Linked DNA regions of Astyanax mexicanus: region 2 is linked to region 1. A link is a contact called in public Hi-C data. All regions are on one chromosome and are shown on one strand. The core of a region is the stretch at or near the end of the contact, and the rest is flanking DNA. Distances in the headings are between cores, read along the strand shown. Region 1 has its middle 14 kb from the start of serpinf1. Region 2 holds the start of slco2b1 (solute carrier organic anion transporter family, member 2B1).

What was found. Hi-C and Micro-C count contacts between places; a contact is called where the count stands out from the background.
Region 2: a contact with region 1 is called in a Hi-C map of muscle, with 10 times the contacts expected there. The contact joins the promoter of slco2b1 here to the enhancer-like site in region 1. A contact is called at or near these places in 3 of 3 Hi-C or Micro-C datasets (blood and muscle).

Annotation. Positions count from the first base shown.
Region 1 is chr17:13,334,565-13,341,787 of AstMex3_surface, forward strand. No RefSeq gene overlaps it. Among protein-coding and RNA genes, the nearest start is that of serpinf1, 14 kb to the left of the region's middle. Within about 2 kb of position 3,342, the one cell type or tissue checked has an H3K27ac peak away from gene starts, as active enhancers do.
Region 2 is chr17:13,378,567-13,385,663 of AstMex3_surface, forward strand. It overlaps slco2b1 (solute carrier organic anion transporter family, member 2B1), which reads right to left and starts at 4,392. Exons shown (of 15, transcript XM_007259588.4): 1 at 4,199-4,392; 2 at 442-543. The coding sequence starts at 519.

The sequences.
Region 1 (7,223 bases), core at 2,092-4,591:
TCTGTATTTTATCTGTAAGTTATGTGCTTCTTTCGATGTGTGAGGTAAGTAATCTGTATTGCAGTGTTTTAAATGCAGATGCAGATCCAGTGCTTCTGATACTTTGTACATTTAATACAAATGTTGTCAGTATACAGTTTTTAAACAGTCGCTTCATACAGTTATTTTTGAACAGTTGTTAGTTGAACAGTCACTTTTAAATCCTCATATTTCCTTTTAGTTTCTTTTCTGATGCCGTTCCTTTTTTCTTGTAAGTGTCTGCTGGACTTCCAGCATTCCAGCATAATTTATTTTACCAGAAAAGAACAGATGCGCTGAGGAAGGGTCTCTAAGGCCAAAACAGCACACACAGACCTCCCAGAATGGCTGTGCTCCAATAAGGTCACAGGACCACAGCTGGTAATGATCCAAGGATCTGTGTTCTAGACCCCAGAGCATTCTGAACTTTATACAGAGAATATCCATTTAAAGAAAAATGAAGTTCAGTACAAAGCTTAATTCCTGTTCAGGAAACAGCCTCCTTCACAGTGTATGTATTTTTTTTTTTTTTTTTTTTTTTTTTACAATTTTAGTTACCTAAATACAGTATAAATTGATGTTTCTTTAACCCTTTAATATTCTCACTGAGAAAAAAAGATGCACTTTTGTTTTTATTTTGTGTATTTTTTAAATAGGTTTGTGACAAATATTAACACAATTCATGTCAATCTTTTTAAAGATCCCACAGCTTCTGATAATATATACACCTGTTCCAAACTTTTCCACAATATATGAGGTAACGGTGTCAATCAATTTAAAAATGTAATCGGATTTACAATAAATCACACCTTTTCCTCTTCCTTAGACTTAATCTTGTAATAATGGGAATTTCAATGTAAATAAAAGTTGGCAAAATAAAATTAATATTTATAGTAGTTTAATCACTTTAAAAATATTAAATCACAACAATATTCAACAATATTAAAATCTTAATTACTTTTTTATTGCTGCTGATTCCCTGTATTTTCGGAGAGAAATTGTGTAATGGATCCTTTATTTTCATATTTTCTTGAACATATGCATCAAACCCCCTCATGATTTACTGCTGCTCTCCAAAACCTTCAGAAACTCCAGCAGCTGTAAACTATTTACACACCCTTCTCTCTCTTACACATCTCTCTAATGAAGATTGACAGGTTTCTGCTGTGATGGGTGTGTCCTTAGTGATTTCCAAAATGTCTGTTCATTAGTTTTACACAGAACACAGACAGAACTCACCAATTACAGATAAGAAACAGACATCGTAACATGATTCATTTTCAAAGTAATTAAAAGATTTAATTAAGACATTAATGTTTCCATATTAATTGTGTGTGTCTACACTTTAAAGTTAATAGCATTTTAAACAGATATACTCATCTATAGTGGTTCAACAGAACCTTAGGATTTTTAGTATTTTATCAAGCTTTTTTCTCCCTATATAAATCTGCTGTAGGTTAAAGGGTTAAAAATGGTGAAATTATGTTTTTAATGAGTTACAACTTAATTTCTAGCTTGTTAGACAGGTCTATGACAAATTCTTCACTAGAGATGGGGCCAATCTGATTCTTAATCGATGTTAGGTCTGATATTGGCATCATTTATTTATCAGATATAGGACAAGCAGGGACAATTCACTTACTGATCCATGTTCCAGTACGCAGCTTGTGCCTGTCCATACACCAGCTGTAACATAACTGTTGGGTATAGAATGCATACATATATTGAATATATATGTTTTATCCTATATGAGCAGACCATTTATTCAACAAAAAAAAGCTTCTGTGGCATCAATTTAAAATGAATAAAAAAACATTTTTGGCACAGTGCACTCTTATTGTTTATTTATTAAACCAAAACTTTGAATAATGATTGTCTTGTTTGGCTCATTTGCAACTTTCTACAATATCAGAAATATAGGCTACCAGGTGCAAAAAGTGAAAAATGAAAAGTGAAAGCATGCTAAAACTATGCAAACAGATGCAAGCTCACCAGAGACCACTTTCCTTTTCACACAATAGGAAGTTAATGCATTCCATGTGTGTAAAGACCCCAGCAACACACCAACTGCCTTCCTGGACCACCAGGTGGCGCCAAAAGATGAGCTTTAAGAAAGCCTGCAAAATGTCTGTAAATTAAAACATCTTTAACTGTAATGATCATTTATTCAAACAGTAAAGTCATGTGACATGTTGGAAAGTCCAACGTTTTCAACATTGTTAATTTACAACGCACAATCTGAAAAAAATAAAATATAATTTTGCAGAAACTATGATCATTTGGTAATGAGGTAATGTAGGGAGATTTTACTCTAGATATGTGAAACTGCAGAATATGGTTAATTCCCAAATGAGGCTCAAATACACAGTACACAGTGCTATCAGCTGTGGTGGGCCTTGTGATTTTAGTCGGCCAGTTAGATGGATTGCCTTATCTACAACCAACATTGCTTGTATTGGTTCAGATAAACACTTGGGTGGGGGCCCTAACTACTTTGGTAATTTCAACCAGAAAGTCAACAGTAACACATTTTAGCCCGTATTCTCAAATGTAGTAGAATGGAAAGCTTTTCCCTTCACTTTTGAAAAATAATGTAATAGAAGAACCAATTTTGCTTTCATAAAGACCCATTTTTTGTGACTTACAATAATGATGTACATTTAGAAAAAAGATTTAAGACAGGGCCTAAAGGAGGCCAAAGCGAAACAGTGGGATAAAGGAGAGAATGAGGTTAGAAGTAGTTTGTTTGTTAGGGGTGTTAGGAGACTAAGTGCTTTTTGAAGAGCTCTGTCTTTGGGAGTTTTTTATTTGTAATAAAGATATATAAATGTGAGGGACCTTTCACAAATTGAACAATGTAAAGGTTTTGTTCACCAATTTAGATGTTCTTAAAAATACACACCTACTTATTAAACCATTATGAAAAACTAGGGATGTGATGTTTCGATCTTCATTCGATATAGGCCAAAATCTCTGAAATTGATATTCTAAGAAAAAAAAAGTAAAATCCGATTTGAGTCACTAGTCTACACAATCACATAAATGACCCCAGAAAAAATGAATGTACCCAGATTGCATGCCATCTCAGCATGCCGTTCTGTCTCTGGCAGATATGTAAATGATTACATTTTTGGTCTGATTAGACACTGGGTCTTGCCACTACAGATCAAAAGTGCCTCCCTTACTGCCAAATTAAAAGGCTCTCAGAGGCTACTTTTGGTTAGCATACCTCTTGGTGAAAGATTGCTGACGGCTAGACAGGTCTCGACAATGCGTGGTAAACCTTTTCCACAGTTGAGGGACTTTAAGAGGGGGCATTTTTGTACTCAGAATCAGGATGGCGGTTCAAAAAAGTGCCTGCCATCAAGATCGTCAGCATCCACAGTAAGCATTTCCCTGGAATGTATTCCCCAGATTGCAGCTCTTTGCTGGCCTGCTTGGTTGCCAGATTCATTGCCGATCAATCATTTATGGGGATATATCTATGGGAACAAGAGTTTCAACAACTGTTCTTAGTTCTTTAAGTTCTTAGTGCATTATTCTTTTTTTGTCAGTGAGTGTAAGTTAATTAGGGATTATGGAGGCACCAATATGAGAAAATCTGGACCAATGATGATATTCAATATTACAAATATATATATATTTGCCAGTGCCTATGCAGATAAACACATGTATAACTTGCATAGAGACTAGACACCTCGGTATAACTTTATAACTTTAAAACTTATAAACAAAAACTAGCTTAAATCAATGGGTTTAAATTAGCTCGCCAGTGTCTGCCAATTGTAGTAGTGCAGCCAGCAAGAGAACCGATGATTTTAAAAAGAAGCTATTATCCAACCATACCAATAGAATTAAGATACAATCATGCATCATGCATGTTCTCAGTATTGAGTAAGTAAGAGGTATCGAGGCACCCTAGTTAAAAACATAGATCTTTTTGAAAACAAAAGTGGGCTCTTCTATAGCATAGATTAATAAAAAAACATTTAAAGCAGTGAGGTGGCTTTATTTGTAAGAGTGTTTAAAAAGATTTGGTTCCTTGTTTGATTTGGGTTATATGAGAAACAATATAAGAAAAAGTATCATGCACAAAACTTCACAATGCAGGGTTTTCTAACCTGGGAGTCACAAGGGTGATGCTACATTGTGTATGTTACTGTAACATTTGAAGCTTGGCAGAGTGCAGTTAAAACGCTGACACAAAAATGATCACTAATTATAACTATCATCTTAAGTTACAAAATTGTATACGATTCTATTTGTTTTCGTGAATAAATAGTTTAGTGCCTAGATTGCACACCACTGTATTATTTTTGTGCATATAATTATTTATACCAGCCACGACCAGGCCTTAAAAGGAAATTTATGGGACAGTCAGCTTGCAAACATTTTGGGGAGTTTACTGAAGAGAACATTTTTTTTTTTAACCAAATTGTTCTTCTGATCCAGAGGATGTCCAGACACAACAGATTGTGTTTGTCAAAGGAAACAAGCCTGTCTTAAACAGGAAGCAGCTGAGGCTCATAGACCCTGTTTCACAATAGCATTAAAGAAAGGGAACAGGTCAGGCTTGGGCAAAGTTGGAGGACCGACAAAAATAGTGAAAGAGAGGAACACAGTCACTGGTGATTTCTCTGATAAATATGTAGAGTTAGGTCTTCATTATGAATTCTGTTCAGTGCAGTAATAAAAGAATGAGACCGTTAGCTGTTTATAGTTAAATAAAACCCCCGTGCCATCTCTTTCTGGATCATCAACAGCAATAGTAATTCATAGGAATGATATGAATCATTTATCTCCTAAACACATCAAGCTAAGTAAATCATACTTTAAGTGCATCACTGAAAATGAACGGTTTATTTTCATTCTGTCGAGTAAATAGCATGGAATGTGCTATCTATTCCTGTTACGCAATAATGCATATTTTTCTAAATCTCGACCATCCTGTGGGATATAGACCTCATAAAGGACAGCTTTGTCTGCTCTCACATTGACTTGTAAATAAATCATACTTTAAGTGCATCACTGAAAATGAACGGTTTATTTTCATTCTGTCGAGTAAATAGCATGGACTGTGTTATCTATTCCTGTTACGCAATAATGCATATTTTTCTAAATCTCGACCATCCTGTGGGATTTAGACCTCATAAAGGACAGCTTTGTCTGCTCTCACATTGACTTGTAGTATTAACATATTTGCTTCGGTCTCTTCTTCAGTCTTCTTGTTCAGTGTAGGAAAAACTTTATAAAAGGTCTGTATAGTTTTAAATTAAGGAAATTTAATTCACAGCTTTATTTATCCTGTTAAAGTTGAAGAAACAGAAGTCAAAATACTTACACAGTAAAACAAGCAAACAGACAGAAAAATAAACAGTATCAAGCAACTTAACTGATTTTTGTACATTTTTCAATTTAAATACGGACTTGATAAGTGAACCAAGGCAATCCAAACACTTTAATTTGGATGAATAAAGTTCCCATCACTGCAGGATATTGGAGGTTCATTTAGATTTGAAGAGTGAGTTATATGGCTGACTTCACTTTTAAATAGGGATCAGGGCATTATTATTATTATTAACATTATTATTTAACTAAAAGTATTTGATTTGTGTTGGTACTTCTAATGTACTTCTTAAACAAAACCCAAAAAGTCAATTGCATCTTTTTTTTTTTTTTTTAGATTAATTTTTTATTATTTATTATTATTATGTTTTTTACAATGCTCTGTTGGTTCATTAAAAATATTTAAGTAGTTCGTTTTTAATTTAGAATGAGAAAAAAAATGTTCAGTGAACAATAGAGTAATGAATATATTTATCTATCTGTCAAGCCCAGCACTGATAATCGCCAGGTTACGGGGGCGCGAGTGACACAAAAGTAACGCAATAGTTACTTTTATTGGTAACAAGTTACTTTTATAGTGGAGTAACTCAGTTAGTAACTAGTAACCATAACTACCGTATTTTTCGGACTATAAGGCGCACCGTATTATAAGACGCACTATCAAAGAACGCCTATTTTCTGCTATTTTTCCATACATAGGGCGCATCGCATTATAAGGCGCGTTAAGTGACACTAGAAAGGGTGCCTATATCAAAGTGAACAGGGGTGGCGCCATGTTTCCCTTCCCCCACCGGGGGGGTTGGCTTGCCGGTGGAGCGTCTCAGTATACAAATCTAGCTCAAACGAGTGCTGGATATTAATCTACACAGATTCCTCTCCTGAAAACTGTTTATTTGGGTGAGTAACGTGCTTCAGTTTATTTACAGTAAGCTTAGATTTCCAGATGTCCACTAAGGCTTGCTGCACCAGCGTTAGCATAGCTATCCGCTAGCACGCTAGCTAGTCACCTAAACTAGTAAAGTTAACCCAAACTTAAACGACAGCGTTACACTGAGTAATCCTGCGTGTTCTGGTAAGACAGTGAGATATTAGCTAGCGATTCGTCCCCCGTAGCTTGTTTTAACACGGTAAACAAGCAGATTACAGGCTGATAAAACTCACCTCTGAGAGAGTTAGCGCTTAGCATCTAGCTAATGCTAGCCAGGCAAAGCAGCACAGACTTACAGGCCGATAACTCACCTCTGAACGGTGAACGCTTAGCGATTAGCATCTAACTCTAATAATACTGCTCCAGCAGTATTAAAAGTGCTAAATTTAGAAAATACTGATCTCTGAACAGTGAAAAAGCTAGCTAGCTAAGCGGTTAGCATCTAGCTAATGCTATTGCTGCTCTGTGTGTTTACTGCTCCTTACACCTGACGGGTAAAATTTAGATAATACTGATCTCTGAACAGTGAATAAGCTAGCTAATGCTATTTGCTGCTCCAGCCTCGGAGCTGCACGGCTCTGGACTCTGTATAGCACTGAAACTCTGTATAACGCTGCACGGAGTGTGTGTTTACTGCTCCTTACAACCTGACGAGTAAAATTTAGATAATACTGATCTCAGTGAATAAGCTAGCTAGCTTAGCGGTTAGCATCTAGCTAATGCTATTGCTGCTCAGCCTCGGAGCTGCACGGCTCTGGACTCTGTATAGCACTGAAACTCTCTATAACGCTGCACGGAGTGTGTGTTTACTGCTCCTTACAACCTGACGAGTAAAATCCATACAAAAGGCGCACCGTATTATAAGACGCACTGTCAATTTTTGTGAAAATTACAAGTTTTTAAGTGCGCCTTATAGTCCGAAAAATACGGT
Region 2 (7,097 bases), core at 3,142-5,641, 45 kb after region 1:
CTAGGGGTATAGTGCTAGCTATCTGAGCTAAAGTTATATCTAGTGTAAATAATTATTTTATATGGCAGTGTTTCTTTTATATTTTACATTTTTACTTATAAAAAGGAGGTCAAACAAGGAGTTTAAGTTTGCGCCACATCTAACATAAAAAGATACATATAAAGTTGAAGGGGGCTTACTATCAGTTTAAATGGTGCTGTCTGTTTTCCCTGTTTCCTTTTTCCATATTAGCACACAATCTGTACTGGTGTGTCACACATAATTTATTTTAGACCAAACATAATCAATTAGAACAAAAAGAGATGTGTTAAAAAAAGGAAATATAACTGATTACAGTATCACGAGTTTAAACTTTATATTGTATATTAAAAATAATAGATGGAATTAAGTAATATTTACTAGAGTATGTAAAAGTAAAACAGTGGTGCCTGAAAATCTTACCTTGATATTATTGAAGAGGGCTCTGATCCTGCATGGTTTTACCCTCTGTGGTTGTTCCTGTGGCTCTGTAGCAGTCATCTTTACTCCTTACCAAGTCACAGTCTGATAAAATACAAACAATATGAACAATATTAATGTCAGGTATTATGCTTAAATCTGTAAATAGCTATATAAACAGATGAGCTTTATGCCTAAACTGTATGCCTTTATGTGTAAATATTTTTTTTCAGTATTGTAAGTGATATTAGTGTGTTACTTTTGTTTTAGACATTAAATTATAAAGTAGAAGATTCATTTCTATTAAAAACAGAGCTCTGACCTCTCAGCCCCTAGCCAGCTCGTTAGGGCTGCAGCTTTACAGCATCACTAAGAGGTGGTGGGGACGGGGAGGTGGTGTGGCGTGGGGGGACTGTAACTCAGTTAGCCCGGCTTTCCAGTCTGGCTCGGTTCCGCGAAATATGCTTAAGCCCAGCCCAGTTACTATAGCAACACAAGCATCTATACAAACCTGCGCTGAGGATGAGTCGCGTGGTGTCACGGGCTCGCCGGAGGGAAACAATATTCAGGAACGAAGGTTCCCCCCAGTATTCAATATATATATAATCTATATTTGTTCCAAAATACTGTGTAGAATAGTAATGTTGTAAATTAGGGAGACAGTTTTAAATGATCATAATTGTAAACAGCGATAAAAAACGGCAAATTTACGGAAAATATTTACATTTATATTAAAATTATATAATGAAAGACTGTATATATATATATATTTTTTTTGTTTTTATTTTGCAAGGTTTAAACTAAGGTTTAGTTGAATTCTTATTAACCATTTAAACTTAATGTATCAAACAGATTATTAATGTATATTTATGCAGAGTAGAAATATCTGGAATTAGGGAGAAAGTTTTACAATTATCTTTAAATTATTTTTTAAAAAGCCAAACATAACTGTATGTACATTTAAAAAAAAAAAAAAAAAAATATATATATATATATATATATATATGTATATATATATATATATATATATATAGTTAAAATGTCTATATATTAAATAGGTTTATGCAGCGTTTATATTAGTGGTTGAATGATTATTAACCCTTTAAAGGCTATTGTTTTAAATAGACTAGTAATAGAGATATTTGGAATTAGGGATAACGTTTTTAATTATTATTTACTACTAGGGGTGGGCAATATTATATCGTATACAATATATCGAGACACAGAAATATCGTGATAGTAAAAATCCATATCGTGATAATAAGGCTGTTCTGTCTTAAAAGTAGTCTATTATTTAGTGTGAAGCTTTGGGTGTATTTATTGTATAATTGTTTTAGTTTGCAGTTTATATGCATGCACTAAATATTCTGCAATATTTTTTGCTGCATTATATTATTTTATGCTATATTATTTATTTTGCCACATTATGATTATACTGTTATACTCTTATACTATATTCCTGAAATTAACAAATTATTTTTCTGTTTTCCTATATCGCCAAGTATATCGATATCGCAAAAATACCCTGAAATATCGCAATATTATTTTAGAGCCATATCGCCCACCCCTATTTACTACATCTTATTCAATTTGTAAATCTCAAATATAACCGAATATAAGTTTAACATAATAAAACGACAATATTATATATATATATATATATATATATATATATATATATATATATATATATATATATATATATATTTTAAGGGTTCAAAAGATTAGTTGAATTGTCATTAACCCTTTAAAGGCAAATGTTTCAAATTAATTGATCATTACATAATATTAATGCTTAATAATCATGGCTGTGCATTGTAAAGCAAGAATATAAATTGGATAACAATACAGACATACTGATCCACACCTTAGCAACCAAACTCTTTCCGGGGCAAACACATTGCAATGACTTATAAACCAACAGTCATAGCACAGCAACACAGAAGAGCATCCAAAAACACTGTAGGAACACTTTAGCCACCAACCTGTTACCTTAGGAACCGCTCAGTAACACCTTAGCAACCATCAAGAAACACCTCAGCAACCACCTAACATAACAGTCACCCTCGATACTATAGCAACTACCTAGCAACACCATAGCAAACAGCTAGTAACCATTAAGCAACACCATAGCAACCACCTGGGATCATTAACAACCAGTAGAAACCACTTTAGCTTTGCTACTATTTCATATACTCTTCAGAAAATGCACATTTCTACTTCTTAAATAACATAAATAATAGCAAAAATACATACGTAGTAACAATAATATATAATAAACTATATAACCAATCCCTACATACAAATGATTGGCAGAGATGCTATTTGTTCATATCTGTAATAAAAAGCTGGACAAAATATCAGTTTATATTTTAAGTACACTGCATCCAAATGTGATTACTGTATACACATTTGCTCAAACAAACCGGACTTAATTGAACTATAACATACAGGTGTGAAAAACAGATTTTTTTTTCTGCAAAATATGATGCTGCACTGTCCTTGGGCTGAATGTAAATATGAACACATAAGTATTTTTGTTAATAAGCAAGAAAAAAATAAGCAAGTTTAGAAGTAAATAAGTGAATTAGTCAGTCACTCAAAAATAAGTCGGTTTATCTGTATCTATCACTACAGAACACGTGATCCCCAACTGTGGCTCTCGTTCCTAAAACCTGCTCGGTCTGCATTCTCAGGAGGGATGTTATGTTTCCTCCTGAAATTATGTGTTCTGTGATTCAATGCATAGTATCTTAGTGATCTCCTGCAAGCATATTGAGCTCTGCACATGACTTAATCATAAGAAGAGTGCAATTACTGTTACTTTGGTTTAGGATTTAAAACGTAATTACACAATTTCACAATTGCTAAGGATATTGGATTGCAGTCAATACATTCGGTAATGACAGGTTTATGCTTACTTGTTAAACTTTTCTTTTATGATCCACAGATAGAAACACATGGAAAAAAAATTAATACACTGTATGCCCAACTGGGGTAATACAAAATCTAGGAATTATTAAAATATACACATTCAAAATATATTCTCAGCTTGTTTTATTAAGCTACACATAAACCATAATCAGCATCAAATATCATATGATAAAAACAAACAAACATAAAGACATGGTGAAGACAACACCAATAACACTTGACCCTTAAACTGTTAAACTGCTTAAGTCATGGGATAAGACTGATAAGGCACATTTTTTAAATCCATAAATCCACACAGGGAAATTATTTTGCGAATAAAGCTTTCCTACTACAAATACAAATATTGCAAAATGTCTCATACATCTCTCATGTAAAATCCTGTGCAAATACAAAATACAAAGGCACAGTGGTTCAGTGAGTAGTTTCCTTTGAAAGCACACTTGCCTGTCTACACTAATGTGTGGAATGAATGAGTAAATGCAGAATTCAACAATGCAACTCAATGCAGACTAACCACAAAACAAAATGAGATCAAGCACATGCGCGTGAATAAGAGTGCACTTACTGTGGAGTTGCTGAGATGTAGAATATCCAGCTTTCACTTTTGAGGAAGTTTTCCAAGACTTAAACAGACAGGGTTGCCAAGTCCAGCCCAAAATATGCAGCCTAAAGTCAGTCTAAAACCCGCCCTTTTTAGACTGACTTTATATATTGATATTAATAATATTGTAACTAATGTGTTTTATTAGTTATTTTAGAACAGTTTTATATCCCAGTCAAGAAGATTTAATAGTAACATAATTAGCAAAAAATGACTTTTACTTACTTTTTCTGTTCTTGCCCCTCCTGAACTCTTTTCTCTTCTCGTTGACATGTTTTTATTGCAATTTCTGGTTACATTGTAATTTAAGGAAGACTGATTTTAGTGTCGACTTTTTTTGTTTAGTTTTGGGTTTTTTTGACGGCCAAGGATATTATTTAAAAGTAACCCAATGCACCCCACCACCCCATAATTTTCCCACGCGACTGGATTTTCAAACAAGCCCAATTTGGCTGGAAAACTGCGAACCTGGCAACTTTGTAAACAGAGCTCAATGAACTCTAAAAAAGGGGGAGAGGAATTGTAAAGTCCAGGCATTGCACAATCTGAGCTGTGCAGGACATGGCGTTTAGTGCATTTTTTTGCACTGTAAACGAAAACATTAATTGGCTGATTGTTTATCAAAATAGTTAGTTGATAAGATTTAATAGCATTTTTAAATAGATCATTTTAATAGTATATATATATATATATATATATATATATTTACACTGATCTTGGAGCCACCCTTCTTTGCACTTTTGATGTTTTCCATGCTCTAAACACATTTTATACCACTAATTAATACAACTTCGTCACCTCATAATTGAGGTAAAGTGTATGTGTAAAGAGCATGTGCTGGGAAGTGCTACCCCACGACTAGGACTGAGAAACACTGTAATGTACAGCCTACATGTCTCACTCATTTCTTACAGCTATGTAAAATATATGACTTCCTGTTTGCATCATGCTTTATATAATAGCATAGCTGAGATGTAATAGGACACTTTCTATAGCTTTCTATACAGTAAAAAAGACAATGTACAAAATGACCACCAGGTGGAGACAAAGTACTGTTAATCACATTACATGCAAGTTCCAACCACACTGTCCCATTTATCTCCGCTTCTCTGATAATATGTTAAAAAACACGAAAGAACATGAATGATTGTTTTAAAAGTTGAATGTAGTGTAAGAATAAGTATTAGAAATGATATGATTAATATTTTGGGTTGATGGACGGAAAAATAAGTTGACATAGTGATAATAGTTTTAACACCTTTTTAGTACAGTGAGCGTGCAAGAACAGGCACAACTCACGAAAACAGACCCGAATAATTACAGTACACTAAAATAAACAACATTTTATCTAATCTATTAGGGACTTTAGCTCATTAGAGAAGAGTCATAAGTAATCAAAGACTCCTTAAATATATTTCTTGTGGCCTTAGGGTACCTTAAAATGCTTTACAAAACGTCTGTGCATTCCGTGCGTAAAAGCGCATCCCGTGCGTAAAAGCGCATTCCGTGCGTAAAAACGCGCGCTGTGCGTAAAAGCGCATACCGTGCGTAAAAACGCGCGCTGTACAAAAGCACGTTATGCCATTCATATAAATAAGAGCTGTGCCTAAACTCCCATTGAGAGTGCTCAGACTACTATCCCAAAACTATAGAGAAAAACAGCCACATGACTATTTTTGAGTGTTATTAGTTATTTATACTCATTTTTAGGAGTAGTTCAGATTGTTGTTACACAGAATCACTATTTAACCCTTTCATGCATAGTGTCCACTACAGTGGACGCATATTTAAACGCATTTAAAAAACAAAAGATTTGCAATACATACTCCAAACCACATGTTTTGCTGTCTTCAAACCCACTCTTAATTGTGTAAAAAATAAATGCCTTAATCAATATTCTCAAAATTGAGATCAGAAATCCAAGATGGCGACCAACAGTGAAAATTACAATATGACCTCTGGAATATCGGTCAAATATTTTTATTTTGCAAGAAATATCCAGGTATATATATTTTTTCTTATTAAGAATGAAGTAAGGAACACTTTTATGAAAGTTTAACAAAAATTGGTAATGTAGTTTTTTGGTTCTGTGTCAAAATGTAACTGTCCACTATATAGAAGTTCACGCTTCTCAGCGAAGCTGCACCGAACTCCTGACCAAAACCTCTAAATTTCCCCCCCCCCTCCCTGTTTCATTACAGTCCAAGGGCATGGGATTTATTTGTAATCGTCACTAATGCAGTTTTTCTTTTTGGGCATCTCCAAGTGTCCTTTTTGGTATCTCAAAGTTTCTTTTTGGGCATCTCCAAGTGTCTTTTTGGGCGTCTCCAAGTGTCTTTCTGGGCATTTCCAAGTGTCCCTTTGGGCATCTCCAAGAGTCCATTTTGGGCATTTTCAAGTGACCTTTTGGTATCTCAAAGTTTCTTTTTGGTCATCTCCAAGTGTCTTTTTGGGCGTTTTTGGGCATCTCCAAGTGTCTTTTTGGGCATATCCAAATGTCCTTTTGGGTGTCTCCAAGTGGTTTTTTGGGCATCTCTGAGTGTCCTTTTGGGCATCTCCAAATGTCCTTTTGGGCATCTCCAAGTGTCCTTTTGGGCATCTCCAAATGTCCTTTTGGGTATCTCCAAGTGTCCCTTTGGGCATCTCCAAGTGTGTTTTGGGGCATCTCCAAGTGTCTTTTTGGGCATCTCCAAGTGTCTTTTTGGGCATCTCCAAGAGTACGTTTGGGCGTTTCCAATTGTCCTTTTGGGCATCTCCAAGTGTCCTTTTGGGTATCTCCAAGTGTCCCTTTGGGCATCTCCAAGAGTCCATTTTGGGCATTTTCAAGTGACCTTTTGGTATCTCAAAGTTTCTTTTTGGTAATCTCCAAGTGTCTTTTTGGGCGTTTTTGGGCATCTCCAAGTGTCTTTTTGGGCATCTTCAAGTGTCTTTTTGGGCATATCCAAATGTCCTTTTGGGTGTCTCCAAGTGGTTTTTTGGGCATCTCTGAGTGTCCTTTTGGGCATCTCCAAATGTCCTTTTGGGCATCTCCAAGTGTCCTTTTGGGCATCTCCAAATGTCCTTTTGGGTATCTCCAAGTGTCCCTTTGGGCATCTCCAAGTGTGTTTTGGGGCATCTCCAAGTG